Regions from separate parts of the Mus musculus genome. Here regions 1 and 2 are each linked to region 3. Evidence: chromatin contacts called from public Hi-C and HiChIP or PLAC-seq data. All regions are on one chromosome and are shown on one strand. The core of a region is the stretch at or near the end of the contact, and the rest is flanking DNA. Distances in the headings are between cores, read along the strand shown.

Region 1 (3,484 bases), core at 110-2,609, 700 kb after region 3:
GAAAGAAATAGAGAGGGACAGAAGTTCTCCAAGTTATCACAATCCAGATGTGAAACGACCCCCACAGACAGGTGGCTGAACACCTGGCTCCCAGCTGGTGATTCTGTTTTGAGAGGTTACAGAGCCCTTTGGACATAGGATCTTGCTGACAGAAGACAGGTCAGCCCTGAGGGGCAGGCCTTGAGGACCAGAATCCGACTGCACTTCCAGCAGGTCAGTTTCCTGATCCATCGAGATGTAAACAAGGCATACGGCAAGCTCTTCAGTCCCCGAGCCTTCCCCACTATGGTGAACTGTACCTTCTAGAACCCTGAGCCTAGAATCACTTCTACCAGGATTTGTTGCCAGGACAAGAAGTGTACCTGATAATCTGATGCTAAGGTTCTGGGACAACGCATTAATACATTATTGTCCAGGTACAGTAATGTCCCTCCTCGGAGGATGTTGACATCCTGATCTCTAGGATTGTCACCTGACACAGCAAAGTGGATTTTGGCAATGGGGTCAAATGAAGGGTCTTAAAATGGAGGAAGGATGGTCTTGGATTATGGAGGGAGAGGAGAAATACTGGATATAATCACAATAGCTGATAGATGGAGGCACTGAATAGCTAGACCACTCTGGGAGAAAAGGTAGCTGGAGCAATGTACTGGAAAGTTAGAGGGTGGAGGATAGGGCTATGAACCAAGGGACACAGGCAGCCGCTAGGAGCTTTAGGAAAGAGAAGGAAATGGGTACCCCAACCCCCACCCCAAAGCCTCCAGAAGGACCAGCCCTGCTAGCACCTTGACTTTAGCCCAGTGAGACGAACTTAACTTCTGACCTCTGTTATCTGAGGTGCAGAAACCTAGTTTGTTTTAAGCCAGTGGGTACATGATACTCTTTCACTGCAGTGACAGGAAATGAATACTAAATAAATAGGGAAGGACCATGCGACAGATATGGCGTATACGTGTACAGTCTGGTTAGTCGGTCTCAGAGTGCCTGGCGATGACGCACAAGTGTTAACTGGCTCCATCCCTGACCGAGAGAAAAATACAAAGGAAGGACAAGAGGCAGGGGACGCTGGCCAAGCAGCAATTACACTTGGTGAAAAAGGAGTCTCGTGCACGTAGACATCAGCTCTGCAGGCAGAAAAGATGGTGTCTCTTGCCAAAAATCTGACTTGGCTCCTGGCTGAGACGTCTCTTGGAATGGATGTGTTACAGCGCTCCCCGATGTACCCGATACTCAGTTTGGTAACCGTACATGAACTCGGAAGGGAAATGTCTTCACTAACAGATAAAGCTGTAATGGCATGGGGTTTGTTTGGTCCTGTTTTGTTTCTTTCTTTGAATACACTGATGATCTCTCGGCCGAGACGAGCTTCTTAAACCCAGCTGCCGAGCTGAGAGAGTACAGCTGGTTACTCTACATCACGGCCGGCCACACATAAGAGAGCGCAATGCAGTTAGAGGACAAGATGGGGGGGGGGGCTTGCGGGGGAGGGGGAATGCAAAAGTTTGGGAGGGTCATCCTTGAGGACACGAGTGGCTAACAGTGAGAGGCCCTTTTGTTTGTTTTTGTTCTCTTCCCATTTTTAAGTGTGTATGTATGGTGCACAAGTATATGTGTATATTTGCATAAATGTGGGCACATGTGTGTGTGTGAGAGAGAGAGAGAGAGAGTGTGTGTGTGTGTGTAGGTCCTTGGTCACTATCAGGAAACACCCCCATCGATCTACCATACTCACTGAGGCAGGGACTCTCAGTCAAACCCAGAGCTTGCTGATACACCTAGTCTCACTCTCTCAGGCCGAAAGGGCTAGTGGGCCGCTGAGCCCACTGGCATTATGTGGCCACCAAACCAGCTGTACATCACATAGTCTAGTCCCTCAACATCTGGCTCCCTTTCTGAACACTGGGGCCTAGGCCTGAAGCAACCTCAGCAGCCCTAGTGAAAAAGCTATCAAGAGTGGCCTAGAATGTTCCATCTACGGAAGGAATGAAAACACTCTCCCTTCTCTTCTAACCTTCAGGGCTCTTTCCTACAGCTGAGAGGTTATTTTCCTCCACACACAGCCGTAAGCACCCTGATCCTAAGGGACTCTGCCTTATCATGCTTCCATCCATTAATTGGTCCATGCACAACAGACACAGAGCTGGGAATGGTAGCATGTGCTTAGGTCTCTGCACTCAAAGTCAGCCGAGCCTACGCAACCCCATGTGTAACAGGCCAATGTGGGGGTCACTGAGACGGCTCAGGAAGTGAGAGCGCTCACCATTGTGCCTGATGACCACAGCTGGATCCCAGAGACCCATACAGTAGAAAGAGAAGAGACTGTTAAAGTTATCCTTACACACACACACATACACACACACAGACACACACACACACACACACACACACACTCACACACACACACACACACACACACACTCTCTCACACACACACACACACACACACACACACACACACACACATACACTCTCTCTCACACACACACACAAATAAATGTAACTTCGAAATGTTTTAAGAGACAGAGAGTCTCTACATTTTACAAATGAAGAGCCTTATATTTAAAATACTAAAGTGGCCTGCCCTAGGTCACTGAACAAGTTAACTGTCATTCCACTAGTTTTCTTCCTTCTATGTCCCAAGAGCCTCCAGTCAAGGTGCTGACCCTCTGGGTGCTGATAAAATCACACGCCAGCATTGACTCATTCTCGCGTATTCCAGAGGAGAGGGGCTGCAAACCTGGACACTTAGTCTTAATACAGCAGACAGCCCTGCAAACCAGGAGTTTCATGAGCGAGGGTCCTAATGAAACAACTGTGATCTGAGTCATACAAGGGCTAACGGTTCAAGTCCCTCCAGTCCCTGTCTGTGATATCTTTTTCTGCTCCCAGGCTACAGAAACAATAACCAGACAGCCTCATTGGATTTGGTTTTTGTTTTTTGTTTTGTTTTGTTTTGGGGGGAGGGGTGTTGTTTGGTTTGTTTTGGCTACATGATGGTACTATCTGACTTCTAACCAAAAGGTGGGAAAAAAATCTTTCCAAACTAAAGACCAGTCAATGCCTACCAGTTATTCAAAGCGATCAAAAAGATGATCCCGGGGCCAATGCAGAGCTCCGGTGCCATCCTCGGGAGGACCTGTAAAGCACAAAGCTAGGGAACACCAACTTAGTATAAGGACTCATTCCGGGCCCGAGCATCCGCTGCAGAAATGGCTGCAGGGCGAGTGTCTGCAAGGGACCCACATCTCCATCCTGAACAACTGCGCAGAGACGGAGAACTACCTGCCTGGCCCATGAGCTGGAGGAAGTCACCTGGCCCGAGTCACTCAGGTAGGAAGAGGGGAGCAGTTTGAAAACTAGGTCACGCCTGCTTCTAGAGTCAGAACTCCTCGCCCGCCTGCCCCTCTCCAGACTGAAACCCGCCACCAATCAAGCCTGCCCTGCCTGTCAGCAGAGCTATTTTCGGCATTGGTACAATTTCGCT
Region 2 (3,346 bases), core at 397-2,896, 580 kb before region 3:
AACCATGTCAAAGACTGGAGGCCTGTCAACAACTTTAGTTTCATTTAATTTTGTGGGGTGTGTGTGTGTGTGTGTGTGTGTGTGTGTGTTGGGGCATGTTCTTGCATTTGGAAGCCAGAGGTCAATGTTGAATATTACTCAGTCATCTTTTGAGACAGGTTCCCACACTCATTCTGTAGCTTGCTGTTCCCCTAGACCAGTTGGCTAGGAAACCCAAAACCCTCTGGTCTCTGCCTCCCAGCACTGGAATTTTGGGAAATCCTCAAAGAACTAGACTTGTTTGTGGGCTTTTTTTTTTCTTTTAACATGGGTGCTGCTCAAACCCGGGCCCTTAGGCTTGTACAACCTGAACTCACTAAGGCAGCTCAGCAGCCTTTGTCTAGTGTCTTTTCTCTCTCCTTTCCCTGGACTCAACCTATTCCCTTCTCTCCCCTTCGACACTTCACTCTTGGAAGCAGAGCAAGGCAGACATGGTGCTGTAGCTTGACAGCATCCTCAGGAATTTTTGAGAAGTTGTGAGGTCCTAGAACTCTGCCCCCAGGGGTGGCATAAATGCCCTTCCTTTGGGGCTGGTGCAGATCTCACCCAGTGAGTTCCACCTATCTTGGCACAAAGATGAGTGACCACAAGAGAAGCTCGTCCTACAGCAGGTTTGTCCCAGTGATCCATTTCTTCCACACCCACTTACCTTCCTGACATTTCAGCACACAGCAGCACATCCCATCCCAGTCCAACGGCTGAACTGTGTAGGCCTGTCTTTAGAGCCCAGTCACCTAAATCAATTTAAAAAAAAAAAAAAACAGGAACAGATACCATGGTGGTGTGCATGAGATCACATTGCTGGGAAAATGGAAAGAGGAGGAACCCTGGGGCTTACTATCATGCAGAATGACTGAGGTCCAGGCTCAGTAAGAAACCAGGGTCAAATGATAATGTGAAGAGCAGCCAAGGAAGACAATGTCAACCCCTGATCTCCATATGTACCTGTCCATATGAACACACACACACACACATACACACACACACACACACACACACACACACACCAAAGCAAGGGGAAAAAAAGGAAGAAGGAAAAACAAGGACAGGAGGCTGTGGAGCTACAGAGGGGAGACCAGAAGTAGCTTTCATTTATCAAAAGACTAATATGTACCAAAGACTTTCTAATCCCTCCTGCAGACACTCTGGGTCCCGGCTGAGCTCCACAGTCACCTTCTTCTGACTGACAAAAATTCTGTAGGTCCATCTACTGTGTTTGATGTAGACTCTAAGGCTGGTGAATAACACAGAGAAAAGCATGACACCCCTCCCTGCTATTTCCCAGATCCACTTTGAGATCTCTTCCCTACCCAACGTGGAATCTAGCATGGGGAAGCCACCTCCTCTGGCTCCGCTTATCTCCTGGTAGCTTCTGAAGGTTTCAGCAGATCGGGGCCAGGTGTGATACACAGTTGGGCTGACTGCGTGTCAGCTTCAAAGTGTCTGGGATCCAATCCCCACAGGCCTCAGAAGGTAGCAGTTGGTCTGGGGATGTTGAAAACCGTACCTTTCCACTCTCTAATTTGCATGGGTATCTACTGAAAGTTGCTATGGTGATCCATTTCACCATAAGTTTCCGCTGAATCATCCTTACAGGGAGACCAAAGCCCAAGTATGGTTAGAGGACTCAAAGTCCCACAGAGAGAGGAGGCAGCTCCAGTGTTCGCTTATGACTCACTCATGGCGATGTGTGGGCCCAGCTGGGAGGAAGAGGAAATCTCTGTGGCAGATGTCACTCTCAGCTGGAGAATTTTAACCCAACAAGGCACACTGATATGGCCTCAGGAGAACCCAAAGACCCAAGAAGGAAGCATACAAGCTCCTTCCGGGAAGTGTTCTGATCACCAGGCCTTCCCAGCTATCAAGCTCCTAAGTGAACGTCACAGTTCAGAGAGCCAAAGACGAGTCTGTGATCAGCGCCTGTGTTCAGCATCTTACTCGGTATCTGAACAAGGATGCAAAGGGAACAGTAAAGATTCCTAAGTGACAAGGAAGAAGCCAATAGAAGAGTTGCTGTCCAAGTGGCCACAGAGGCAGGGCTCTACTTAAGAGAGGACTTGAGTACAAGGCAGTGACTGTTGCAGTGCTGGCTAGAGGTTGTGATACCTCTTAACCTTAGCACTGACTTCCTTAGACCAAGAACTGGAAAATATGGTGAGAGGAAGAGGGAGAAACCGCACCGTGGCACCCAGCACAGAGCCTGATATGTGCCATAGCCTCTGTTACTCTAGACTTCTTTTTCTCTCCTCAACAAACTGCTAACAGCTGCTCGTCTTGGCTGTGAATCGCACGTTAAAGCTGAAGGCCAAGTTGTTCATTTGTGCCACTAAAGATTTAAAACGAGTGGTTAGATGAGTCTTTTAAAGCCAACTTTATATTGGGCCTCTGTATATATCTTCACTTGGTATGCCATAGTGAGCATGTATACACTTATCTTTGTAAACACAACCACCTATGCACACCAAGTAGCCTAGCTGGGTCTTTGTTTGCCTCTTGGAGCTCTTTAGGGGATGTCACTGGGTTTGGGGTTGAAGATGAGTCGCTTGAAACAAAAATGGGAGTCTCCAAAGGGAATAAAGTCAGGGAATACTATTAAGGTATTGTTAACAAAGAGACGTTGCTTTCCAAATTAATAATGATCTTTAAAAACTGCATAGCAATATTCCCAAGAGTGCAGAGAGATGTAATTTTCTAGAAACTTCTTTGTATAGGAAAGCCTTAAAATATTTGCAACTTTTACCTAGAAATACAGGGGATTTTTTTTGTAGTGCTAACGCCCCCCCCCCACCCACCCAAAGGCTCATTCTGGGCTCTGTGTGTGCTTGACATTGTACCAATGCATTGTGATCTCTAGTTTTGATATATGCTATAGAGAAACTATCAGATCTCCAGCAATTATATTCAATGACACAATGACACACACACACACGTATATATCAAAACAACAGGCTTTTTTTTTTTGAAAATCTGAAGGGAAATTTACTGTTTTCAAATAAACAAAATAAGTGAATTACTTTAAAAACACACAGTTAAATTCTATATAATCAATGAACATATGCTGCCAGAACATTGAATAGCCCAAGGAATGTTTACATATTCAGAAGAAAAAGCAGGAAATATAAAAGTCTATTAGGCCTGATATAAATTATTATGGTATTAATTATATTCTGCATAGATTGTATAATGTGTATAATTTTATACAAAAACCCAACTAGGCTGCTATAGCTATTGAAAAATGTTTGAGGATGTAAGACTAACATAGACTTCTTCTAGCCCTTAAACTGAAAAAAAAAGTCTTTTTTTTTTT
Region 3 (3,528 bases), core at 591-3,090:
GTATATGGAGTCTCTAATTTAGGGCTAAATATAAAACTAAAGCACACACAGCTGGACTTTCAAGTAGTTTCAAAGCACATTTAATACCTTCCCGCGAAACTTCCAAAATCCAAGCCGTCCCCGCTTTGCTGCCGTATAAACAGAAGTCGGGCAGACCTAACATAATGTATGGGATTCAAAAGGATATTTAAGAGGGGTGGGGAACACACAGGCTGAGGGCCCACAGCCATCAGAATGCTGACCCATGTTCACCGGCCCATGCTGTCCTTTGCTGGGTGGGTTATAATAGAAACCAGTAAAGCTAAGTAGAGGTGGGGGGGGGGGTGGGGGAGGGCAGAGTGCCGAGGAGGGCTGCCTTTAACCGCAGTTTTGTCTGCCCCTGAGTACTTTTCAGCACCATTCCTACACCCCTGGGCCAATGGAAAATGAGAAAGAGTCAAAGCCGGACTGGCAGACATGAATGGATTCTCTGTTAACCCCGGGAATTCTTCTTGAAGGAGAATCCAGGATTCTGGTTTATGATTTTTGTGTTGCCAGACACTTTAATTGATTTGTTAATGAGCCCCAAAGTCTCAAGACTTCTGTGAGCGAAAGGCAGTTTGGAGTGAACGCTATGTTACAGTTGAGGTAGTAGGTACTGTTCAAACAGCTCTTGCTTTGAAGGCGTGGTCCCAAAATAATACTCAGAGGTGGAGCTTCGGAAAATAATTGGATCATTAACGGCTCTGGCTGGCTTAATCATCAGGCTAATTCACTGATCGATTCATACTTTGACAACTTTATGGGGAAGCAAAAGAGACTAGAAGATTAGACCTACTTGGGCTAGGCAGATACTAGGGAGCATGGCTTTGAAGGTCACACCCTGACTCTGACCCCTGTCCCAGCGCCATCCCCCGTCTTGCTGCTTCCTGACCTCCATGAAGTGAGCAGCCCTGACCCTGAGGTGGCAGCTAGAAGCTAGCTGAGTCACCCTGGGTTAGCACTGGGACCCGGTCAAACAAAATCAGGGTCCTTATCTCTTAGAAGGATCTGCTATGGGGACAAAGAGGATGCAGACCACAGACACCCAGATGGCTTACAAAATGCAGCTACAAGTTCTTCAATAGTCTTCCCACCAGGAAGTAGAGCCTTATGTCCCCCTGCATTGAATCCCAGTGTGCCAGGGATGGTAAACTCACTATAAGGTCTCCTCATATGGTGAGAGGAAGTGGCTTCCTGTGATGTCCAAGGTCAGTCGGAGAAGACCTTGCCATGGCAGCTATGAGGTGTACGCCCTACAAGATCCAACCTCTCTAAGACCACCACGCTAAAGAAGCCAGAGGCGGAGCCCCCCACTTAGCCACTCATGCAGTAAGAAAGGTAATTATGGGCTAGCCCACCCACCAATCACCCCGTGACCTTTGCCCCATAGCCAACAGATTGAGAGACAAAGCAATCCCTACCCCCCCCCCCAAAAAATTGAGCCAGAAAATGATGGGATTTAATAAAAACAAAAACAAAAAAATGCATTGGTTGTTGTCTACTAGTAGCACGTGGGGCGCTTTGTAACTCGGGAACAGATAAATGACAGGGGCCAGACTCCAGGGATGTCGAGATAAAATGAAACCATATACACTACATTCCCAGTACACAGCGGGCTCTCGGCAGCGGCGGATGTCAGATCACGTCCCATTCCTGGTGACAATAGACTTGATTGCCTTTCAGTTTCACTGCCTATTTTTATACTGTGCGACGCTAAATCGTAAATTACAAGCAGCTTAGCAGCCTCTGATTCCTACCCAGCACTCTGGGTTTTATTGGGCTCTCAAAGTTAGAGAAAGGCGCACATGGAAATTGGAGCGGCTCCTCTGCTCTCCTCTAGGGGCTCTGGAAGGAGGTTCTTCAGCCGGAAACTCCTAGCTTCTGACCGTGCTTCGTGCCCCCCCACCCCCACCCCTCAACTTCCACTCCCCGGTGGCAGGCACACCACGGTGAACAGGGGGCTTTCTGCCGGGAAGTTTGCAAGCGTTTTTTCTGAGCAGTATTGGTTTTCTTTTTTCTAGCCGGCGTAGATTTGTGAGCTGCAATGTGTTCCTGCAGGAAGGAGGCAAGCAGCCTCCCTTGGCAAGTCTCACCATGAAGTTATTTCTCGGATCCGCATCTAGAATTGGTTGTATAACTTGGTGATTGCCAGAAAGCATTTGGGAGCCAGATGGGTCTTGGCATGAACCCTGGCTCTTTTCCTTCCAGATGGAGAGAACTTGGGGGCAGATTTTTGTTAAAAAAAAAAAAACAAAACAAAACAAAAGGAAAAAAACCTCAGTTTACACTTTTGAGAAATGGGACTAATCATAGTGCCCTCTGGTAGTGCATTTGGGAAGCCTCAACTAGGTAAATACTCGAGGCCCTGCTCGAAGTCGGAGCTCACAGTCATTTTTCTGCTAACAGGAATCCTCATCGCTGGAGGCTACCCCGGCGAAAGTTGTTGGACTTGGCTCAGAAAAGCATAAGACGCCTGTGAGATTAGAAATTCGGATACAGAACGAACAGCATGCTGGTGTATACTAGACACTCCGGAAGCCCGGTGGCCTGCTACCGAACGCATTTGCTGCTACTTCTCGTAAAGCACGCCCCCCCCCGTTTTCCTGAGACCCCCCCTCTGCGGGATAGATGATGGCCATTGGTATTTACAATGAAGAGCAATCATTCAGCGTCTGGATGGAGGGCTCACCCAAGAGCTGCTAAACAGAAAGCTCTCATCTCTGTTTTCTCATCTTTAATACAAACTCCCATCCTCCATCTCCCTTCCTCCAGCCTCCAGCCTAATTCTGAACACCCCCACCCCCACCCCCACCCCCGGTAATGAACATTAGCTGGGAGGATGCTCTGGAAAAGCCGAGCTGGAAAAAGTTTCTCTGGAGCCCCACTGCCGCAGTCATTACATAACCAGCTCCCTCCAGCAGCAGCCTGAGGTTCGCTGTGGAGATGCTTCCATTTGTAGCCTCTCCAAGTTCCTCTGGTGCAGCGGCCCCCTCCTTCCAAGTCCCTTCCCCTCCTCTCTCTTCATGCCTGAGGTCTGGCTCCACTGGAAGCCACCCCCCCCACACACACACACACGCCACTCGCTCATTTTTTTCCACATAATATACTGCAGTTTATTACATAAGTGATTTATTGCATGCGTCTTAATGTATAAGGGGCAAAAAGTTGTTTAAAATAAATCCAACTGAGAGGATAATCTCTGTGGGCAAAATGTACTTGGACTTAATTTCTCTACTGGGTATTATACACTATATAATTGCCTTAAACAGAAGCTGCACACACAAATTTAGCTTGGCACCGATATCTGGCTACACGGAACACTCAAGTTACACGCTGGGTTTTTCTACAAATCCTTTGCTCCCCCGGAAGAAAACTCAACAGCATCCCTTAAAGAAATATTCAGCCTGACTCTCCCGCTGAGATTGGGAGGGGGAGGGTAGAAGAGCAGCCCATTGTATCCTGGATGGAAGGGGTGGGAGGCCTTTGTCTTGAGAGAGAGGGCAAGGC

Evidence for each region. A called contact is a pair of places that touch in the nucleus more often than the background predicts. HiChIP or PLAC-seq counts read pairs in DNA pulled down with a chosen protein or histone mark.
Region 1: a Hi-C map of nephron progenitors shows a contact between it and region 3, with 6 times the contacts expected there. The contact joins two enhancer-like sites. A contact is called at or near these places in 2 of 39 promoter capture datasets (the 3T3-L1 cell line and the C10 cell line), 3 of 484 Hi-C or Micro-C datasets (cerebellum, cortical neurons and nephron progenitors), 8 of 115 datasets of contacts at active chromatin or transcription factors (astrocytes, craniofacial prominence, embryonic basal ganglia and 5 more) and 1 of 9 other capture datasets (embryonic stem cells).
Region 2: a contact with region 3 is called in an H3K4me3 HiChIP or PLAC-seq map of bone marrow-derived macrophages, with 8 times the contacts expected there. The contact joins two enhancer-like sites. A contact is called at or near these places in 1 of 484 Hi-C or Micro-C datasets (bone marrow-derived macrophages) and 2 of 115 datasets of contacts at active chromatin or transcription factors (bone marrow-derived macrophages and craniofacial prominence).

What each region holds. Positions count from the first base shown.
Region 1 is chr8:114,456,201-114,459,684 of GRCm38.p6, reverse strand. All of the region lies in intron 4 of Wwox (WW domain-containing oxidoreductase), which reads right to left. Among named protein-coding and RNA genes, the nearest start is that of Wwox, 18 kb to the right of the region's middle. Within about 2 kb of position 1,359, at least 14 of the 459 cell types and tissues checked have an H3K27ac peak or open chromatin away from gene starts, as enhancers often do. A contact at or near this core is called in nephron progenitors, where this site is marked.
Region 2 is chr8:115,741,116-115,744,461 of GRCm38.p6, reverse strand. No RefSeq gene overlaps it. Among named protein-coding and RNA genes, the nearest start is that of Gm51552, 23 kb to the right of the region's middle. Within about 2 kb of position 1,646, at least 44 of the 459 cell types and tissues checked have an H3K27ac peak or open chromatin away from gene starts, as enhancers often do. A contact at or near this core is called in bone marrow-derived macrophages, where this site is marked.
Region 3 is chr8:115,158,408-115,161,935 of GRCm38.p6, reverse strand. The region is part of intron 8 of Wwox (WW domain-containing oxidoreductase); the gene reads right to left. Among named protein-coding and RNA genes, the nearest start is that of Gm39257, 200 kb to the right of the region's middle. Within about 2 kb of position 1,840, at least 143 of the 459 cell types and tissues checked have an H3K27ac peak or open chromatin away from gene starts, as enhancers often do. A contact at or near this core is called in bone marrow-derived macrophages and nephron progenitors, where this site is marked.